3 separate regions of the Sus scrofa genome follow, and regions 1 and 3 are each linked to region 2. A link is a contact called in public Hi-C and HiChIP or PLAC-seq data. All regions are on one chromosome and are shown on one strand. The core of a region is the stretch at or near the end of the contact, and the rest is flanking DNA. Distances in the headings are between cores, read along the strand shown.

Evidence for each region. A called contact is a pair of places that touch in the nucleus more often than the background predicts. HiChIP or PLAC-seq counts read pairs in DNA pulled down with a chosen protein or histone mark.
Region 1: a contact with region 2 is called in a Hi-C map of liver, with 6 times the contacts expected there. The contact joins the promoter of SPIDR here to the promoter of SCYL3 in region 2. A contact is called at or near these places in 1 of 47 Hi-C or Micro-C datasets (liver) and 1 of 2 datasets of contacts at active chromatin or transcription factors (skeletal muscle).
Region 3: a contact with region 2 is called in an H3K27ac HiChIP or PLAC-seq map of alveolar macrophages. The contact joins the promoter of GORAB here to the promoter of SCYL3 in region 2. A contact is called at or near these places in 1 of 5 promoter capture datasets (liver) and 2 of 2 datasets of contacts at active chromatin or transcription factors (alveolar macrophages and skeletal muscle).

Annotation. Positions count from the first base shown.
Region 1 is chr4:80,189,444-80,192,143 of Sscrofa11.1, forward strand. It overlaps SPIDR (DNA repair-scaffolding protein), which reads right to left and starts at 1,301. Exons shown (of 20, transcript XM_021090636.1): 1 at 1,136-1,301. The coding sequence starts at 1,168. LOC106510093 (a long non-coding RNA gene) reads left to right here and starts at 1,446. Exons shown (of 3, transcript XR_002343696.1): 1 at 1,446-1,651.
Region 2 is chr4:81,132,701-81,135,400 of Sscrofa11.1, forward strand. It overlaps SCYL3 (protein-associating with the carboxyl-terminal domain of ezrin), which reads left to right and starts at 1,335. Exons shown (of 14, transcript XM_001927973.6): 1 at 1,335-1,816.
Region 3 is chr4:80,589,398-80,592,097 of Sscrofa11.1, forward strand. GORAB (RAB6-interacting golgin) reads right to left here and starts at 1,312. Exons shown (of 5, transcript XM_021089423.1): 1 at 1,146-1,312. The coding sequence starts at 1,206.

The DNA of each region.
Region 1 (2,700 bases), core at 51-2,550, 940 kb before region 2:
GTAAAAAAGCACAAGGTCAAAAGTTAGAACCCGCAGGAAGACAGTAAAGAGAAGTAAATGAGCAGTTGCAAGACAGAAAGAGAAGCAGGTGGCAAATACGTCAAATGCTACAATGACCAATGTTATATTGGATTGAACAGTTCAATATGCTTCCTTGGGAGTTCCCAGCGGGGCGCAGCGGCAACAAATCTGATCAGGAACCAAGAGGTTGTGCGTTCCATCCCTGGCCTCACTCAGTGGGTTGAGGATCCGAGGTTGCGGTGAGCTCTGGTGTGGGTCATAGACGCGGCTTGGATCCCGAGCGGCTGTGGCATAGGCCGGCAGCTGTAGCTCCAATTAGACCCCAGGCCTGGGAACCTCCACATGCCATGGGTGAGGCCCTAAAAAAAAAAAAAAAAAAAAAAAAAATATATATATATATATATATATATATACACACACATATATATATGTATGTATGTATATATATGTATATTTCCTGGACTTTTCCTATGTCTAAAATCAGGATGTAGCCCACAATCTACAGGTATGCGTGTCATAGGCTTCTTTTCCTCCCTAAAGTGGTTATAAAACTGGCAAGGTGTGTGACACTCACTCAGTGGTATCCCAGAAGCGAGGAGATACGGTAGTGACAAGGGGGCTGAGCCATACACGGACTATTCTTTCAGATGGTTTTTTGGTAAAAGGAGCGGAGTCAAGAAAGGAAGCAGTGTCTGCTTTGATAAGTTTTCGGTCAGATGAGACAAGCATATTCGTAAGCAAGGAGCTCAGAAACAGCTTTCGAAGCGCCAAGGGCACTTACACTCCGAACCAGGCTCCCCACACGGACCCCGCGCCAAAGGCTGAAGGGCCAGGGGAGGCGACGTGGCGCAGACCCGGCGGGGACGCAGCCCCTCGCGGACCCAGGACGCCGCCGCCGCTGCCGGGGTGCGACCGGCAGAGACCGGCCGAACCCTGGGAGGTTCAAACCACACGGCCCTTCTGACCCGCCCCGGTCGCCCCACGCCCGCGACCGCCGCCCTCCAAGAGAGCGGCTCCTCCCGCTCTGCCTCAGACGCGGGCCGCTTCCACACTACGGGCGCCACAGACCCCTGGCCTACCCGGAGGAGGCGGCACCCACACGCCCAAAGCCTACCTTCGGGCCGCGCGAACCGCCGCCGCGGGGCATGTCCCCGCACGCCGCGTCCTCAAGAGCGCACCACCCCTCAGGGAGCCGGAAAGCTGCTCACCACCGCACCAATTCGGCGCGCCGCGCCGCACCACGCGCTACGATTGGAGGGCCTCGGGCTGAGGGCAGGGGCTCTCCAGACGTACCGCCCCCCAGGCGGGCCGCGCCGCATCGCACATTGTGATTGGTGAGCCCTCAGTCTGGGGGTGGGGACTCTCCGGGCGCACCGCCCTTCCGACGCGCCGCGCGGCACCGCACGTTGTGATTGGCTGGACCTCGGATTGGGGGAGGGGATTCTTCGGGCGCACCGCCCTCCCGACGCGCTGCGCAGCAGCGCGCGCTGTGCTAGGCTGTTGCTCCCGCTGGAGTGTAGTTTCCTCTAGTACCCCCGCCCCCCGCACCCGGTTGGCCGCTGGGAACTCGGTAGGGACGCCAGGTCTGGATCAAGGTTTGCTGCGGTACTCCTCCTACCTATACCTGGAGGTGAGTCCTGCGGAGCGCCCCTTGGACAGGCCGAAGCGCCGCCTTGGGAGCTATTAAAAGTCCGCGCGCTGTTTTTCAGATAAGGCTCGTACATATTGTGTTTTGTTAGGCAAGGACTCGCCTTAATAAAAATAAGTGATAACCCAAAGTGGGCTATGAATTCAACAATCGATACTTAAGGAATGGTTGCAGCCGTAAATAACCCGAGATAGGGGTGCTATTTCCCCACCTGCTGGGAGATAAGGGGGTTAGTATGCAAACAAGAAATTTTCAAGTTCAGAGACGCCAGAATCCCTGTGGGACTTGTTATAACCGGTGACTAGGTCTTAGACTCCTAGGGTCCGGAGTGAGGCCGGAGAACCTGCATTTCTGATGAGTTCCCAGGTAACGCCGTCCTGCCTCACTTTGAGAACCAAAGGCTGTTCCCTTCCTTAGACCCTGCAAGCCAGTTTGCTTAAGTGTCCCAGCATTTGGAGAGTAGATTCAAAACGGAATGCAATGGGAAGGACAGAGTATAAAGGGAATTAGGTTACAATGTCATAGGGAAGGAGTATTCACTAATAAAGATATGTCTGTGGTAGAGAAAACTAACACCGTGATTTAAGGTGAAAAGCGTCAGCCAGGGCAGGAGGGAAGGGTTCCCATTGGTACCCTCACAAGTATGGCAGAAGTGGGGTTTTGGTCTTTTGCTGCAAAAGCACTTTTGTGTTTTGCAATTTAGCCGTTTTCAGTCTTTTTCTCCTCCCTGGTGCCTATTCTTTCACCATATTGTGTTTGAGTTCCAGTGCCTAAGCCACAACTGCTTAGTATAAAGTAAGATAACTGCAATCACCGAAAAAAAAAAAAAGTATTAGCTTGAGGTAGACCTTACTAATAATGTTCCTGTCAACACTTAGAATAAGATAAACTGGTTCTAAATGTGGGTAGTTTAGGATTTAGAATATCGAGCCTCTGCCAGGGACTCCCCAAAGATTTGCTATTATTACCTCAATTAGACCTTACTGAAGCAGGAGATAGATGGGTCCCAGGCTGAGCAGCTGTAATCTGTT
Region 2 (2,700 bases), core at 85-2,584:
GATCAGCTTTCCTTTAATAAAGACATTGATTGCTGCCTGTGTGTTCCTGGAGGTCATCCTTCCACCACCTTGAACGAGAACCCGGATTCCAGTATCATCTTTCTGGCACCAGTATCAGCTTATTAGTTATGATGAATACTAGAGATGAGGTCTCAGAGAATGATCTCCACTCCTGAATAAACATGGTCTAAAAATTTGAGTCCTCAGCCTTTAGAGATGCCATCTAAGGTTTCATCTCTATTGGTCCTGGAAGATTTCTGGTTGCCAGATGCTGAGAATAACTATGATAACAGAATCCTACCATAACAGAATCCTACCTCTGCAGCCCTCTACTTCTGCTTCTCAACTTTCTAGAATGGCACCCCCCATACTATAGTTGCTATCTATAAGTGACTTTTGAGCACTGAAATATGGCTAGTTTAAATTGTAAAAAATACACATCAGATTTTAAAGACAGTACAAAAAATGTAAAATATCCCATTAATAATTTTTTATTATATTTTAACACCTATCTTCTGGATAGGTGTTAAAAAAAGGCAAAAAAAAAAAAAAAAAAGGAATGAGAGGAATGGTGAAAGAAAAAGACTAAACAAAACACCTATCTTCTGGATAGGTGTTAAAATATAATATTAACTTCACCTCAGAGTTTTTACTGTTTTTAATGTGGTTACTGGAAAATTTAAAATGACGTATGTGACTCAAATTGTATTTCCATAGGACAGTGCTGACGTAGGACAGAGCTCGATCTTCAATAACTTAACAGGACAGATAAAATACTATTTGTGTCTACTTTCTAATAAATACTCATTTCTGAATAAGGGACAAAGTTTGGTCTGATATTTGCTTTTATTTAATCGGGTAAAGAAATTGTGGGGTCCTTGTCCATATTGCTATAGACCAAAAAGAATTAAAAATTTTTAGGTGATCAAATGACTTAGCTGTCAACTGTTAGGTAGTAGAAACGTTAAAAACCAGCGATGATAATAACTACTACTAAGTCACATGCAAGATAACAGAAAAAAACTTGGTTGGAATCATGTAGTTTTAAAACTATCACGTATATTCTTTATTCCACAACACGCTATTAAGTAGCAACGATTAATATTAATAATAAGTACTATTAAGAGTCCTAACTTGACTCCTTGCAGAATTAACTGTAACTTCGCATCTTCTGCCTGAAAGGCTTCAGCGGCAATCACATCAACCTCCGCCAGCTTCAGCCGCGGACCCGCGCTACTCGGCCCACACAGCACAGCCAATCAGGGCTTTGGGGTGAGCTACGTCACTCTTCCGAAAGTCCTCTCCAATTTCCACAGTGCTCCTATTCTCCGCCCGCCTCTTTCCTATTTGTCCAAGGCGGCGGCGGACGGCCATTTTAGATTTGGGCGGAAATGCAGTTCAAACTGTGCGGTTAAAAGCCTGAAAATTAAAATCAAGCCATATTTGCACGTTAAACTTAAGGCCCAAGAAAGCAGTCACCTTCACGGACTAACTAGGCCGCGGGCACAGAGAGTGAACGGCGGAGTCGGCACCGGCGCCCACACTCAAGATGGCACCAGCTTGAGAATCACCCTCGCGGCCGCTCTATCTCGGTTCCGGGTTCCTTCGCTTCAGTGGTGGTGTTGGAGGGCTGAAGGCTGGCATTCTATCCGGCTTCCGGACAGTCTCTATGGTGCCGGAGGGACCAGACCTCAGAAGATTGTGGGTGTAGTGGCCAGAGCGTCACGGGGGAGGTGAGGGTGGTTGGTGTCAACAGGGGGCGAAGAGGGGACCGGAGCCAAGACCCTCGCCCGCCTCCCCCGCCGCCCTCCCGCAGGTAACAGGGAGCCCCACGCGGCGTCCTCCGTCAGTGCGGGCCTGGGCCGCGGGGGAGGGGGCCGGGCCGGGTGCGAGGCGGTGGGCGCGCGCGCCCCGATCTCGGGTCCGCGCTTGGGGCCCGCTCGGGGGCGAGCTCGGCGCGGCGCCGCTGCCGGTTGAGCTCTGCACTCCGGCTCCGCGCAGCCTCTCCTTGCTGAATGTGGGGCGCCCTGCTAACCTGGGCTTCCCGGGCGACCCCCGCCCGGTGCGGCGCTGGCGGCCGGAGCTTTCGAAGGAAGCGAAGGAGTTTCGCCTCGCGGGCAGGTGTGGAAGGTGAGGGGCCAGCGTCACAGGACTGCCGCCCCTGCCCCTCAGTGGTCCCGAGGAGTCGCGGTTGGACCCCCGCTCCCCTGCCCCAGCCCCCTGGCCGCCCTCCTCGCAGCGGGCAGGGCGAGTGTGCGCGGCGGGCCGGGACTGTGCCGGAGGCTGCGTGGCCAAGCCGCGGGAGCCTAGGGTTCCCCGCGCTGGATGCTGCCTTCATTTTCGATCCAAGACCAGTGCCAGGCCCCCAGAGGCCAGTTGGCTCCTGTCTTTGGGTAGTGCTTTTTGTTAAGAATAAAGATGAAACATTTCCCGGAAAATCATTTATAGGAAACCATGTGAGTCCTGAATTTTGGAATCCCTGTTACTATTTTTAAGTATTTTTTTATGCATACCCACATAACATCCCATGTCTTAGCTGAAATCATACGTAGTTCTTTTGGTCCATAAAGGCTTCATTATGTATTGCTGGACTGAGTTTAAGGAATGTATATGTGAAAGAGATCAAAGCAAAGGGTCTGAAGTACTGTTATCACCAGATGGCAGAATACGAATCAATACACGGTGCCCTTTGAACTCCCA
Region 3 (2,700 bases), core at 62-2,561, 540 kb before region 2:
GCTAATACAGGAGCTGATATCTGTAACTCTGGGTCAGACCAGAAACAAGGGTATTAGTACTCTGTACATCTGAAAATGGGAATGACAGTCAATTACACACAGTGGTTTAACTTTTATGATATAGTTTTTAAAGGCCTCTGGACCAGTCAAAATGTCCTCAATCTATATGATCTACATTGGCCTTACATTATAAATGTACTTCCTTTTCCACTGGTCAGCCCTAGATTATTTTCACAACCATGCTAAAAATGTACAAGCTTACCTGAGCAACATCCAACATTCCAACAAACTCTAAGAAAAGGCGGGGCTTACTTAATTTTCTCCCAGAGTATATAAGGTATGATACAAAGAGTGGTGTAAGATCACAGATGGGAGGTGCACTAAGTGGTTGTCCACTACCAGGATCACCATACAGAACTTTATGAAATTTCAATCACAAAATACAGTTTATATTATCAAGAGTATCTCATTAAGTATCATCAAATTTCTTCATTAAAAGATAAAATAGTACAAGTCCATTCAGATATTAAGCTATAAAGCTGAAAAAGGAAGCACAAAATTTTAGCTTATGCCCAAGTCATTTTATATATTTATATTTATATATATATGGCACATCTAACATCTCAAAGGCCCTTTTGGTTTGGTGACTCTTAAGAGTTGGAAAAAATCATCTGGCAAGCAGAAGTGAATGCAAGATTCCAAATGTACTACGAAAAGCACTTACTTTTTGCATTTATTCAGACCACTGTGTTCCCTTTTTCCCAATCGTTGCCTGCTTCTATAAATTTATCAAAATTCTAATATGCTAGGTACCCGTCCTTCCTTTATCCTGACCCCAAACCTCCAACCATTGATCTATGCAGCAATCTTCCTATTGCATTTCCTCTCCCAAGTCCCATTCTTTTCACAGGAAAAAGTTAAATCTCTGAAACAGATTCCTGAACTCTCTTTTTAAAAAACTGATCCCAGTGCCCTGCTTCTCCAGCTGTGACTTCAAGTACTTCCACCTCTAAGTCCCCCTCAATTCTGTCTTTCCCTAACACCCAGAACCCTGTCCCCCGCCACCTTCCCCCTCAAAAACCGCAGCCCCGCCCCTTCCCCTTAACAGACCCAAGACCTAAACTTCTACAGACCCGTCCCGTTACCTTTAGTCTGCTTTAATCGCCTCAGCTCCTCCTCAGAGAAGCCGGCCCAACCCTGCGCCATCCGCCTGGTCCGCCGGCACACCTTGAGCACCTAGACTTCAGAGCCCCGACTGCCAACACGACGGCCCAGGCACATCCGGGTTCTTCCCCGGCCTGCAGCTGACCAACCAATCAGCGCATTGAGCTCTGGGCACAAAGCCCCCCTTCCCTGCCTCAAGGCCCGGCTCCCTTCCCGGCTGTCTCCGGCAATGCCAGATAAACTACCTAAGGAAATCTTGGCCTCACTGACATACTTTTCCACTGACCTGGCTCTGCTCTTTCCCCCTATCTCCTATGTTCGTTGTAAATTATCTCTTCAAGATATAGAGGGAAATAGCGGTAGGAATAAGGGTGGAAATAAACAGGCAGTGAAGAAGAGGCTACGAGTCGGAGGACTTAACTGTCAAGCGGGGCTCTCCGTAAATTTACTGGGGCGGAGCCTTCTACCTGGTGGTCTTGGATGTTTGTACTTCGGGCCTGCAGAGGTTTCTCACAAGACTGCACTGAAAGCATCTGCAGGTCGACTCAAGCACACTCAGATTTATTATCTAATTAGAGAGAATGATTTCAGAGGATGGGGCTTAATAGTGGAAAAGGAACAGACACGTTTGACAGCATAGCTAGTTGTCCCGCAGGCTGTAGCGTCTCCCGGTTTCTGTTAATTGGGTGTTGGTTCTTTGATGTTTTGTGAATCATTATCGATAATCTGTAATCTCTCTCCTAAGGGATGTCAAAATTTCTTTCGTTAAAAGTGGTCTTTTGTCTGTTTTTCCGTTCAGAGAAGACAATGTAAAATGTCGCTACTGGGGGATGGGAAAACATTTCTTAGGCTTCTCCCGCTTGGAATCCCGATTGCAATGTACTAGTAAGACCTATCAATTTCTCATTTTAAGCAATATTTCAGAGATTTAAAAATGCGAGCGTTGTTAAAGTACATATAGTCAGGATGATTTAAAAGAAACCACTTATTTAATTTTTCAGATTTCTCTTCTCACTGTTTTGCATTTTAAAACACAGTTATTTTGGCTTACATTTAAAAATCCCATGGGTGGCATTTGGCTTTAGTGTGCCAATATTTTAAAACAGAATAAAGGAGTAGGCTAAAAATAAAATACTTACTAAGAAACGATTTGTAATGAGTATTTGAGACTTAAATAGGTGATTAGAAGATGGGATGTTTGGAATTCTCTTTGTAACTTTTAAGCTTTTATACTCTAAAAGGATTTTTGAAATATAGGTGTCCACAAACACTTCATTTTAAATGTGGACTCATTTTCCCTAGCATTTAAAAGTTAAAATGTCATCCAAAAGGATTGGAAGGAGACAGCTTCATCCAGTTTTTGAACTTAAACTAAAAAAAAAAAATTAAGATTATCTAGCTCCGAAATAATAGATGGGGATCAGTACTAGTCTGATAGTTAATTCAGTTCTCCATTTTCAGGCATCAGCCATCTAGTTCCATCTAATAAAAATGAACCACTTGTATGACGTATGTTAAATTTTATATACACACTTT